Regions from separate parts of the Sus scrofa genome. Here all the other regions are linked to region 4. Evidence: chromatin contacts called from public Hi-C and promoter capture Hi-C data. All regions are on one chromosome and are shown on one strand. The core of a region is the stretch at or near the end of the contact, and the rest is flanking DNA. Distances in the headings are between cores, read along the strand shown.

Region 1 (2,700 bases), core at 141-2,640, 280 kb before region 4:
GAGAGCCTTGTGACGCAGGCACTGGGGTGAGGCCGAGGGCCCTAGATGGCTGCAGTGAAGTGCTGAGGAAAATACTTCTCCCGAGTCCGTGATAGAAACTGTTGCAGCCATTTTCCAGACTCCAGAAGGAGGCAGAAGGAGAGAAAGCAGATGGGCCTAGACTTGCCTTGTGGAGTAGATGGGACAGACATCTGCTCAGGGTTCTCTGAAGCCATGACATTTGCATGGGAGCCCATCCGATCACAGCAGCCTTCAGGGGCCCTCCGGCGAGAGTGTCTGTGAAGGTTAAAGCCACATGCTGCTTAGTGGCTGGAGAGGTGCTGTAGAAACCCTGGGCCGTTACATTTTGAGTGGGTGATGTAGAGTGAAGGACATCCACACTGCCTGTCAGCCCATCCAGGCCAGTGGTGGGATCCTCAGGGACAGGCATGGGGTGGTGTAGATGGAACATGGTGTGGGGGCTTCTGGGAGAGACTGGATTTTAAGTGTTGGTCGATCTGGAGCAGTGGGGGTGGGGGGCGAGGATGCAGAGAGGCTGATTATTTATTTATTTATTTATTGGCTTTTTAGGGCTGCATCTGTGGCATATGGATATTCCCATGCTAGGGGTTGAATTGGAGCTATGGCTGCTGGCCTACGCCATAGCCACAGCAATGCCAGAACCGAGCTGTGTCTGCTACCTACACCACAGCTCATGGTAACGCCAGATCCTTAACCCACTGAGTGAGGCCAGGGATTGAACCTGCAACCTCATGGTTTCTAGTCAGATTTGTTTTCGCTGAGCCACGATGGGAACTCCAGAGGCTGATTTTTAAAAGTATCTATTATGCATTTTACTGAACATGATCAAGGGATCAAACCCTATGGGCTCCAGAGGGTCTGGGGCAGGGACCACGTTTGGATCAATTCCTGGTCAGGCATCTGACATACATACTTTGTTCCTGGCCACGTATAGGCTTTCTCATAAAGTCAGAGAACTTGGCTCAAATTTCACCTTGGACATGACCAGCAGCGGGGTTGTGGGCAGATCAGTAAGCTTCTTTGGGGCTCAGTTTCTCCATATGTAAAATGGGCCTTCAGACAATGATGAGGCCTGAATAAGGATGTGCTGGTGCAGAGGAAGTACGGGGTTGCTCAGAGCTGTTACAGATGTGATGGCTGCTGCTGGTACCAAGGAGATAGGAGCCTGCTTTGGGAGGGGAATAAATGGGCTTCTCCCTGAAACAGATGCTGGCTGGTTTGAGGCATTTTGTAGAGCTGCATGCCATCCCTGTGATTCCAGAGTATCTAAATAGAACACGATCCGTGATGGTGAGTCAGCGCCTCCCCTGTCCAGGAGGAAGGTTGTCCAGGTGACCGCGAGAGCCCTCGCAGAGCCACCAACATCAGATCCTTGTGGTCCGGGCACCAGTATGTGTCTCCTGGAAAGGGAGCCTGGCTGCCATGATCTCATCCTGAGCCTCTGGAGGGGGGGAAGATGATGTCACCAGCCGCTGGCAGCTCCTTCTCTCCTTTGGCTCAAACACAAGACAGATGCTCTCTCGGCTGAAACCTGAGCCGGTCCTGCTTGTTCTGGGCTTGCTGAGGAGAGGAAAACGGACCCCTGTCTCTGACGTGCATTCTTCCCGTGTTAGAAAACTGTCACCTCGGCTCCCCATGGTGACATTTGCTCAAGGCTGAGCACACGGGGTCCTTTTAAACTCTGCCCTTTTGTGTCTGTGTGTGTGTGGGGTGGTGGATATCTCTCATTTTCACAGCAGTTCTCAGGGAAGGATGGTCCTGGCATGTTGTGTGGACAAGGTTGACATGTAGCTACAATTAAAAAGGGTAGTAGAGTTAAGTGGGAACAGGGACAGTCCAGCCCAGCACAGGAATCCCTAGAAGCTGGAGGTGCTTGGACATAGGGTTAGCCAAGTTACACAGCTGGGTCATGGCAGGCCACTGGCTGGCCACTGAGTTGTTGGGTCGGGAGGACCCTCATGAAGGCGCTAACTAAGGCTGCAGCGAGGATGGGGCCCTGCTCTTGCTCATCACCCTGACACGGCGCTGAGCCAGGCAGAGGGACGACGCCCCCTAGGAAGTCAGAGTTGAGACAAGCAGGATTGGCCTGTGTGGAGATGGTTGGAATATTGTGTCTGTTCTGGAGTCCTGGGTGAGGCCAGAAAAACGTGGGCTCTGAAATCAGCCTCTCTGGATTTGCTTCCTGCCCCTGGGTGCCCTCAGCGGGTTATTGAACCATCTCCATACCTCTAAAAATCAGAACAGCACCCCCCTCCCCAGAGAGCTGTTATAAGGCCCCAGCGAATAATACTGGTAAGGCTTATCCCAGTGCCTCATATACTGAATCATCAATACACAGAGGCTGTTATTAGTGCCAGGGATGTGGAAGCTAGCTTATATAAGCAAGCCTGGATACACTGATGATTGAAGATGACATTTGAGATGGCGAGGATAAGAAATTGAGTTTTTATTGATTGATTGATTTTTTGCCATGTCCGAGGCACGTGGAGGTTCCAGGGCCAGGGATTGGACCTGAGCCACAGCAGTGACAATGCTGCTGAATCCTTAACCCACTGAGCCACCAGGGAGCTCCACAAACAGGGTTTATAACACATGCTCACCCCCAGGTGGTTGTGGCAGCTTGGATCTGAGGGCGCAGAATCGTGAGGCTGACAGGTGGCTGTGGTTGTGGTGAGCTAA
Region 2 (2,700 bases), core at 98-2,597, 310 kb after region 4:
TTCTGCCTCTTTCTGGGATGAACAGGAGGTCACACCCTGAACTCCTGAGGCTCTCTGCAGTTTGTTCACCTTTTGGTACTGAGAGGCACCCAGTTTAGCCAAAAGGTGGAAATGGAGACAAGGCTGGGCAACCCAAGTGCTGGGCTTCACTGGAGTACTTCCTGGGCCAGTCATCCCATCCCCCTCACCCTGGCCACTTTCTCTACTGATAAGATAAAGCCCACTTTTCAAAGAACTGAAGCTCAAAAACACTTTAGCAGATCTACAGTCTGGGTAATGTTGTAAAAGGTCAAAATTACAGGTAACCCAGCTATACCATCACTGAGAGATGCAAAGGACCTCGGAAGGGCTGGTTTTACCTCTAGAGCTGGGCTAGAACACATGAAGGGAATCTCAGCCTTTGAGGGAAAATGGAGGCAACCTACAGGCTTTTAGGTTTTCCCACCACCCATGGCCCTAACCAGTGGTTCTCAAACATGGATCCCTGGACCAGCAGCATCACCCAAGAATTTTTAGAAATGCAAATGTTCAGGCCCTGACCTTCTAAATTGGACACTCTGGTGATGGGATGGAGGAACGTCTGTTTGCACAAGCCCCCAGGTGATTCAGATGCACACCCAATCATCACTGATACTGAGTGAGACTTGGGCAGAGGGCTCAGTCCCAGGGACAATGGTGACTGCAGGGTGGCCGCTTTCTGATGGTCTCAGTTTGGTCAACTGTACCCAAGCTTGTCCCTGGATGGCTCTCCCGAGATCCCCACAATGGGAGGAAAGAGCAAGTCACCAGGGAGCCATCTGAGACTTTCCACAAGTTCTCAGGGTGACCTGGGGAGAAAGGTCAGCACAGTTCCTCCCTTGATCCCCTTTTCCAGATGCTGCTCATCAGTATAGCGTGGGACTGAGCACCGTGGGGTACCCCACCTCCCCTAGGGATTTCCCCCTCGTCATCCTCACCAAGCCTCACCTCCCACACTGGAGCCCGCCTCTCCCCCACTCTCTCTGCCTGGGGAGAATTCTTGAGCCATCAGTGTCTATTGGCATCTCTCTCAAAGAGGACAGAAAACGTCTTCACCAGCTCGACCCTCCTCACTGCCACCCTGGAAGGGAGGGGTGGTGCAGAACGCACCCTGCCTCTGGGCCCTGTTCACTCTGACACCCAAGGATGCCCAGGTGGGACGCGCCGGCCAAAGGCTCACAGCTGGACAAGTAGGAAGCAACACGAGGACAGGCCAAAAAAAAAAAAAAAAAAGTTAAAAAAATAGTTTGTTTATCATTAACAAAAAAAAAAAAAAACTAACCTCATACAGGAAGTCTGAGAAGAAGAAGAAGAAAAACACAAGCCCAGGCTCGACACTAAAAGTGGCAGCACGTTGGTTACAGATCAAATGAGGGCTCCTCGGTTTCCACGTCCCACTTTGCAGGGGGCGGTGGGAGCGGGCAGGGTAGGGGCCCGGGTGAAGGTGGGGGCTTGCAAACAGCAGGGATGGGGCCAAAAGGGCACTGAGAGTCACGAGGCACAGCTTTACCAGACGTAGGGCAGGGTGTGTGGTAGCTAGGGGTCCGGTCCAGGGCCCTCTCTGCAGGTGCGGCTGTCCCAGCCAGACCTGGGGAAGGCGACACCTAAGATGGAAACTGACCCCTGAGAGCTTCCCACGCACCCGCCTCTCCTGCCCGGCGAGCAGCCCCTTGTGTGTTTCAGGTCGAGACAGGAGTTACCAGAACTTGATCGTCGCCCTCCCCCACCCCCCCACCCGCCCCCTACTCCTTCCAGAAGGGCAACAGCCATCAGCAAGGGAAAGCCAGCGTCCCTGGCCTCCCATTCAAAAGCTGCTGGCCCTGCAGACCTTCCCAAAGAGCCCAAACTGCCCCGACTCGCTTCGGTTTGATGGACACAGAGTGAGGCTCCCCGAGGCACCCGGGAGTCGGTCAGATGCCTCACCCGGAGACATCTGCCTTCTCTGAAAGGGGGCTCACGTGGATTTTGTAAAAATGGAGCCATGGGACTCACAGCGTCCACCCAAGAATTCAAATGAGGAAAAACTGAGACGAAAGAACATTTCCTGTTTCACAGCATGAAACTGGAGAATAGGAAATAGGAATCTTCCCTCCTCGTAATAAAAAAATCAAGGCAAGCAGTCTGCAAGATGCACGCGCTGAAAAGCCACCAACGAAAGCACTCCAAGTCGTGACTGTCGCTGTCAAAGAAAGCCATTGGTCTTTTAAAAAGAAAGAAAGAAAGACAGAAAGAAAAAGAAAAAACTCTGCACACCAAAAAAAAAAAAAAAAAAAAAAAAAAAAAAATCTCAAAATAGAACCAAAACCTGCAAATCATACTCAGGCGTCTATCGTGAACCTATATTTTAGCATGCTGTTGAAAAGGTTAATAATTTTCCTACCGAAACTGAATGTGGGTTGTGAAAGAACATTAAAATGAAGAAAATTTCCCCGTGGCTGCTATTTTATTATCACCAAAGCCATCAAGTTTCAGTTTGAGTTATTTGTATTTATTTGTGAAAACAAAGATTAGATAAGTAGAAACATAAACCTCATCCTAATTATTGCCCTGGAGTATCTGATTTTTAAGACACACACAAAAAAAGACCATCAGACAGCACACTTAAGGCAGGAGAACTCAAAACAACAGAGAGGAGAGAGGATGCCATTATCTCGTTCAATCACTTGAAAAAAAATGTATTGT
Region 3 (2,700 bases), core at 8-2,507, 340 kb after region 4:
AATAAAAGACCCTGTGATACTTTTCTTCTCCTGCCATTCGCAGAAGAAGTCATCTCACGTATTTATCCAACACGGGCCCCCTAATCCTTCCTAGTTGAGCTAAACATCAACTCCTCTTTGAACACGCCCTAGATGCTCGCAGACAGAAGCCTCAGTTCTTCTCTATGCTCCATTCACAGTGTGGTTTAGTGACGGGGCAGTTGAGAACATGCATTTTGGGATTCAACTGCCTGGCTTCAGATGCAAGCCTTGCCACCTACCTGCTGTGCAAGCCTGGACAAGTTACTTAAAGTCTCTGTGCTTCAACTGCCTCATCTGTAAAATCAGGGTCACAACAGGACCTCTCCCTTGGCTTGTGTGAGGAGGAAATGAGATCATTCACAGGATGGACCTGGTCCAGAATCTGGCACACCCTCGGCCCTTGGGAAATAACACTCTTGATATCGCCTCATCTTTCACAAGTGTCTGCCCTTTCAAAAGGTGAACCTCCCAAGAATAAGAGCACTATTTCTCCAGGTGGCATGGTGCCTAGGACGAAATAATCATCTAGATAATATGTGCGGAAACAAATACGTGTAATAACCCAACTCTAGTTTTAAAACTGACTTTTTCTCCTTCTAAAAGGTAACAAGAAAAGCAACACAGACCAATTAAAATGTTTAAATTAATTAAATAAAGCCCCCACCCCTCCCAAGACTCCTGTCTTTTGGCCTCATTCATAGGTTTTCAGTTAGAACATCCCACAAAGGCCTAATAAATCACACATGTGTAAATTACCTCCTTTTCAATGTTCCATAAAATAAATACTTTTAAATAAGAAGTTGAGGGGTTCCCACCATGGAGCAGTGGAAACAAATCCGAATAGGAACCATGAGGTTTCAAGTTCGATCCCTGGCTGTGCTCAGTGGGTTAAAGATTCGGCGTTGCCCTGAGCTGTGGTGTAGGTCACAGACAAGGCTCAGATCTGGCACTGCTGTGGCGGTGGTGTAGGCTGGCAGCTGTAGCTCCGATTGGACCCCTAGCCTGGGAACCTCCATATGCCTCAGAGCGGCCCTAGAAAAGGCAAAAAGACAAAAAAAAAAAAAAAAGAAAAAGAAGTTGATGATGGGAAGTTATACCCATTATGGAAGAATGAAAAGTAGTTTCATAGTGTTCATTGGGAGTGCCAAACAAACAGTGACCAAAGTTAATAAGTGGAAATTTCTGGAGAACACTTTTCTTGGCAGCATACTACTGCCATCTCCTTGGGTCTGTCCTGCCCAGCACCAAATCCCATGTCTTGAGCCGGAGTCACCACCCCATCCCACACATTATGGTACTGATTATCTTTTTTTTTTTTTTTTTTTTGCTTTTTCTTAGGGCCATACTTGCAGCATATGGAAGTTCCCAGGCTAGAGGTCAAATCAGAGCTGTAGCTGCAGGTCTACACCACAGCTCACAGAAATGACGGATCCTTTCACCCACTGATCGAGGCTAGGGATTGAACCCACATCCTCATAGATACTAGTCGGGTTTGCAACTAAGCCACAACGGGAACTCCCTATTTACCTTTTTATTATCAGGTGATTTTTAAAAAATGATATGAGTTTAACTAGGCATGTAAAAGAATTCATATCATATACATTAAAAGAGCCCCTCTGTGGAGTTTCCATTGTGGCTCAATGGGTTAAGGACCCCTACATAGTCTCCACAAGGATGTGGTTTCAATCCCTGGCCTCAATCAGTGGGTTAAGAACCTAGGGTTGATGCAAGCTGTGGTGTAAGTCACAGATGTGGCTCAGATCTGATGTTGCCATGGCTGGGGCATAGGCCTTAACTGCAGCTCAGATTCGACCCCTGGCCCAGGAACTTCCATGTGCTGCCAAGTTGAGCTGTAAAAAATAAATAAATAAATAAATAAATAAATAAATAAATAAATAAGGCAAGCTCCTAGGTCATAGAATGCGTAAATGCCAGAGCCATAAGTTATCGAATTATTTACACCGGCTGACTTGCAGGTAGATTTCAGAAGCCCTGAGAACATCCCAGGGCCTGAGGCCTCCCAGGCAGGACCAGTCCTCTGGAAGAACATGTCCCCAGCAAGGTTACCAGCCAGCTGCTGGCTGAAGTCAGGGCAAAAAGAAACTCGGCTGCAAAATGTTTCTAGTCTTACAACCCGAGAAGAGTATATATTTTACAGTGGATAATCTCATTCTGAGAGCAAGTTAGTCCTGTATGAAAAGCAGTCTAAGTGTTCTCCCCCCACATTCATCCATGCTAAGAGACATTAGCTAGTCAAACACAACAGAAATATAAGAGCATATTGTTTTCAAGCCTCTACAAACCCAAACTGCCTTGCAAGGTAGGTCAATCAGGTAACAGATGCTAACACAAGGAGCTGCCTTTTTGACACCCTAAGAGTTGAACTGTTTCTCTAGGAAAGAGGTGACCATGGGCTACCATGAGCCTCTAATATCAGGCTATGGAACATTCAAGCCCACCCAGAAATTGACTCTCAGGGAAGGAAAAACAAAAGAAGTGGCAATTATTTAAAATGAGAAATTGACTCTCAGGAAAGGAAAAAACAAAAGAAGTGGCAATTTGTTAAAAATGATTTATCCCCATTTTTCTTTTTTTTCTTTTTTTTAAGGGCAGCACCTGCCACATATGGAAGTTCCCAGGCTAGGGATCAAATAGGAGCTGCAGCTGCCACAGCAAGGC
Region 4 (2,700 bases), core at 143-2,642:
ACGATGCTCTTCCAGTAAATCAGACCCCCTTGGGAACACAAGATCAGGGCAAGAGGAGTGTGAGCCTGGAGTTTTGCTCTGGGCAAATCACGACCTAGGGCTCGTCCTCCCAGGCAGACAGCTTCCTGATGGACCGCAGGCGTGGAAAACATTTTTACCAAATGAAAGTGTAACCTACTTTTGAGGAGATCATAAATATAGACAAAGCTTAATAAAGAAAGTAATTGTTGGTAAGGCGCTGCCGCTGCTTGCAGAGGATGGGGACTACACTGCCTTAAGTTGTCTTCCGAACTTGGAGAGCCCATGCCGGCGACGCCTGTGGTTCCAGCGAAGGCCGTAGATGTCGCCCGACTTCATTCTCCCTTTTCAGTCCAAGCCATCCTCCGTTCTCCCTCACATCTCGTGGAGGAGGCTGAAGGGGACTCTGCTCTGCTAGTGTCCACAAGGGCGACGACCTCCAGGACCGAAGCGGAGACCTACTATTTACCGGCCCCTTCTTACGCTGCCCCTTCTTGAGGTTGCGGAAGAGGGCGGGAAGGGCTTGCGGTCGCCCGACTCTGGGCTCTTGGCCGATGCTCCTCCGCACAGTCTGGGTTGCACGAACAGCCGCCTCCGAGCCGACCTCCTGGTTGTGTCCCAAATAAGAGCATTTAGACGGCAGCTTCCCCCCACTCCTTTGTTTTTTAAAGTGTTTGCTGGGTCACTAGAGCAGACGACGCGGGGGCGGCGGAGCTGCACAGAAGCAGAAGACAACCGTCAGGGTTTCTTCTGTGTGGTTCTTTTCCGGCCCTTGTCTGCGCGGTTCAACGCCACGGAGAGCATGGAGCAGTCTGGCGCGTGGCAGATTTGGGGCTCCCAGCAGGGCACAGCAGGTTGGTCTCTTTTCTCCCCAGGTACCACTCCAGGCGGTTAAGGCACAGAGTTCGCCTGCGGCCACTACCTAGACCGCTGACCAGAGCCCCAAGCTCTGTAGACCTCTCCCTTCTGTGTCCACTTAGCCGCGACTACACCCGCGTCCTTTCCCTTCTACAGCGAAATCCCCAGGGGGAGCCTGGCTAGCGTCTTCAAATCCCTCCAGGAACCCTGGTTCTCTTTTACTTCACTAAGGACTCTTGGGAGGATGCGCTGAGAAGACTTTAATCTAGGGACTGTTCTATCACGCTGACATCTGCTTACAAAACATAAAATTTGACCGAAGTAGCCAGACAGTGGGACTTGCTTCTTTGCATTGACTGACCCTTCCGAGGTGTGAGTTAGAGGCCCCTAAACAGGCTCTAATCCATCTAGCCTGGTCTCTCCAACAGACTTCCCCCCATTCCTCTACCGTGGGTGTCGGGAAAACAGGGCGACTTAGGGAGGGGCAGAGGAAAGGATGCAGGATGCGCATTGAAATGGCAGATAAGGGTGACGACCCAGAGGAGGACGGAGGCGTTTACCGAGTTTGGTTTCCCAGGGAAGGAGCGGGACTGGGGCCGCTGACGCCAAAGACTAGTGGGACGGAGGCGTGCAGGGAGGAGGGGAGGTATTGCGCTCTCCCTACCGCTCTCCATGAGCCGCCCGCCAGCCCACGGCCCTCTGCGCTGCCTTCTCTGGCCTTAGCACGTTCAGAGACGGTTTCAGGGCAGTTCTTTGAGAGCCCAACAAATCTCGAGGCAACCATCTGAGGTACCTTCGTCTTTTGCATCGGAAGGCCAGGACTCTTCTCGATCCTTTTCTTTTTTTTTTTTTTTTTTTTTTTTCTTAAAAGGATTTTCCCCCCGAAATCTTTTCTCATTTCCCTATTTTACCAGCTCTGCGCTCACTCACATCCCACCTCGCACCCGGGTTGCCTAAAAAAACATCTCTGGGGAATCGCTCCTGACCCTTTTCTCAGCTCTCTGGCTTTGCTTCTTACTGGTGGTTTCCTGCGAGAGAAAAGCTAGGTGCCCCTTGGGGTAGCTTAGGGAAGGCGCCTAGGAGTACCCGGTGAGGCAAGGGCGAGGAAGACGAGCAGCCTGCAGATGGGGCTCCCGCCCTGAGTCCGTACTTATGGAAGGGAGGAGAGCTAAGAGACGCCCCCCCCTCCCCCTGCCCCAGCTCATCCTTGGACCAACCCAGTCCCGGAGCCTGTCCCAGGGCAGCTGAGAAACTCCCGATATAGAGCCAGGGCTCTCGGGGCTCCTGAGGCTTTCCGCGGGCGGCAGCGGCGGGGTCTGGTTTACACTGTATTCGGAGCGCCCCCTCTGTTCCACGCGCACTCCTAGGCCACCGCTGGTTGGGGAAGAGGAGAGGTTACACTTTGAGTTGGGGGATGGGTGCGCACTGAGCCATCCGCAGCCAAGTCACTCCAGTAAACACGCCCGGCGGGGGCAGGGCGGTAGGCGCGCGCAGCGGGGAACCCGGCGGGGACGCCCCCGCCTTTACCTGTCAGAGCCTGCACGCGTCAGCGGCTGCAGCGGCGCGGAGGCGGGGCTTTCCAGCCCGCGCGCTGGGCGGGATTTAGCGGGGGCGGGGCACGCGGTGATTGGGCGCGGCCTCGGGGCCGCCAGCCTGAGCTGGGCTGCAGGGCTGCGCAGGTTTCACTTCGCTCCGCGCAGCCTCCAGGTCTCGAGCTTGCAGGAGCGTTTGGTCCCACGTCGCCGCCGCCGCCGCCGCCGACACCACCGCTATCGCCACCACCACCGGCTTCTCACAGTCGCCCTGCGCGTCCTGTTCTCTGCG

The links. Promoter capture Hi-C pulls out the DNA fragments that hold promoters and counts their contacts. Hi-C and Micro-C count contacts between places; a contact is called where the count stands out from the background.
Region 1: a Hi-C map of embryonic fibroblasts shows a contact between it and region 4, with 6 times the contacts expected there. A contact is called at or near these places in 1 of 5 promoter capture datasets (fetal skeletal muscle) and 6 of 47 Hi-C or Micro-C datasets (embryonic fibroblasts, fetal heart ventricle, skeletal muscle and 1 more).
Region 2: a contact with region 4 is called in a promoter capture Hi-C map of liver, with 16 times the contacts expected there. A contact is called at or near these places in 3 of 5 promoter capture datasets (fetal liver, fetal skeletal muscle and liver), 4 of 47 Hi-C or Micro-C datasets (embryonic fibroblasts, fetal skeletal muscle, fibroblasts and 1 more) and 1 of 2 datasets of targeted methods (alveolar macrophages).
Region 3: a contact with region 4 is called in a Hi-C map of omental adipose tissue, with 2.0 times the contacts expected there. A contact is called at or near these places in 4 of 5 promoter capture datasets (fetal liver, fetal skeletal muscle and liver), 17 of 47 Hi-C or Micro-C datasets (alveolar macrophages, blood, embryonic fibroblasts and 9 more) and 2 of 2 datasets of targeted methods (alveolar macrophages and skeletal muscle).

Annotation. Positions count from the first base shown.
Region 1 is chr3:45,480,976-45,483,675 of Sscrofa11.1, reverse strand. The region is part of intron 9 of ACOXL (acyl-coenzyme A oxidase-like protein); the gene reads left to right. Among named protein-coding and RNA genes, the nearest start is that of ACOXL, 81 kb to the left of the region's middle.
Region 2 is chr3:44,886,833-44,889,532 of Sscrofa11.1, reverse strand. All of the region lies in intron 1 of LOC106509733 (a long non-coding RNA gene), which reads right to left. All of the region lies in intron 1 of LOC110259966 (a long non-coding RNA gene), which reads right to left. Among named protein-coding and RNA genes, the nearest start is that of BCL2L11, 310 kb to the left of the region's middle.
Region 3 is chr3:44,858,933-44,861,632 of Sscrofa11.1, reverse strand. The region is part of intron 1 of LOC106509733 (a long non-coding RNA gene); the gene reads right to left. All of the region lies in intron 1 of LOC110259966 (a long non-coding RNA gene), which reads right to left. Among named protein-coding and RNA genes, the nearest start is that of BCL2L11, 340 kb to the left of the region's middle.
Region 4 is chr3:45,201,047-45,203,746 of Sscrofa11.1, reverse strand. LOC110260116 reads left to right here and starts at 1,392. Exons shown (of 3, transcript XM_021088387.1): 1 at 1,392-1,491; 2 at 2,126-2,700. The coding sequence starts at 1,392. It overlaps ACOXL (acyl-coenzyme A oxidase-like protein), which reads left to right. Exons shown (of 19, transcript XM_021087042.1): 19 at 1-872. It also overlaps a transcript of BCL2L11 not described here.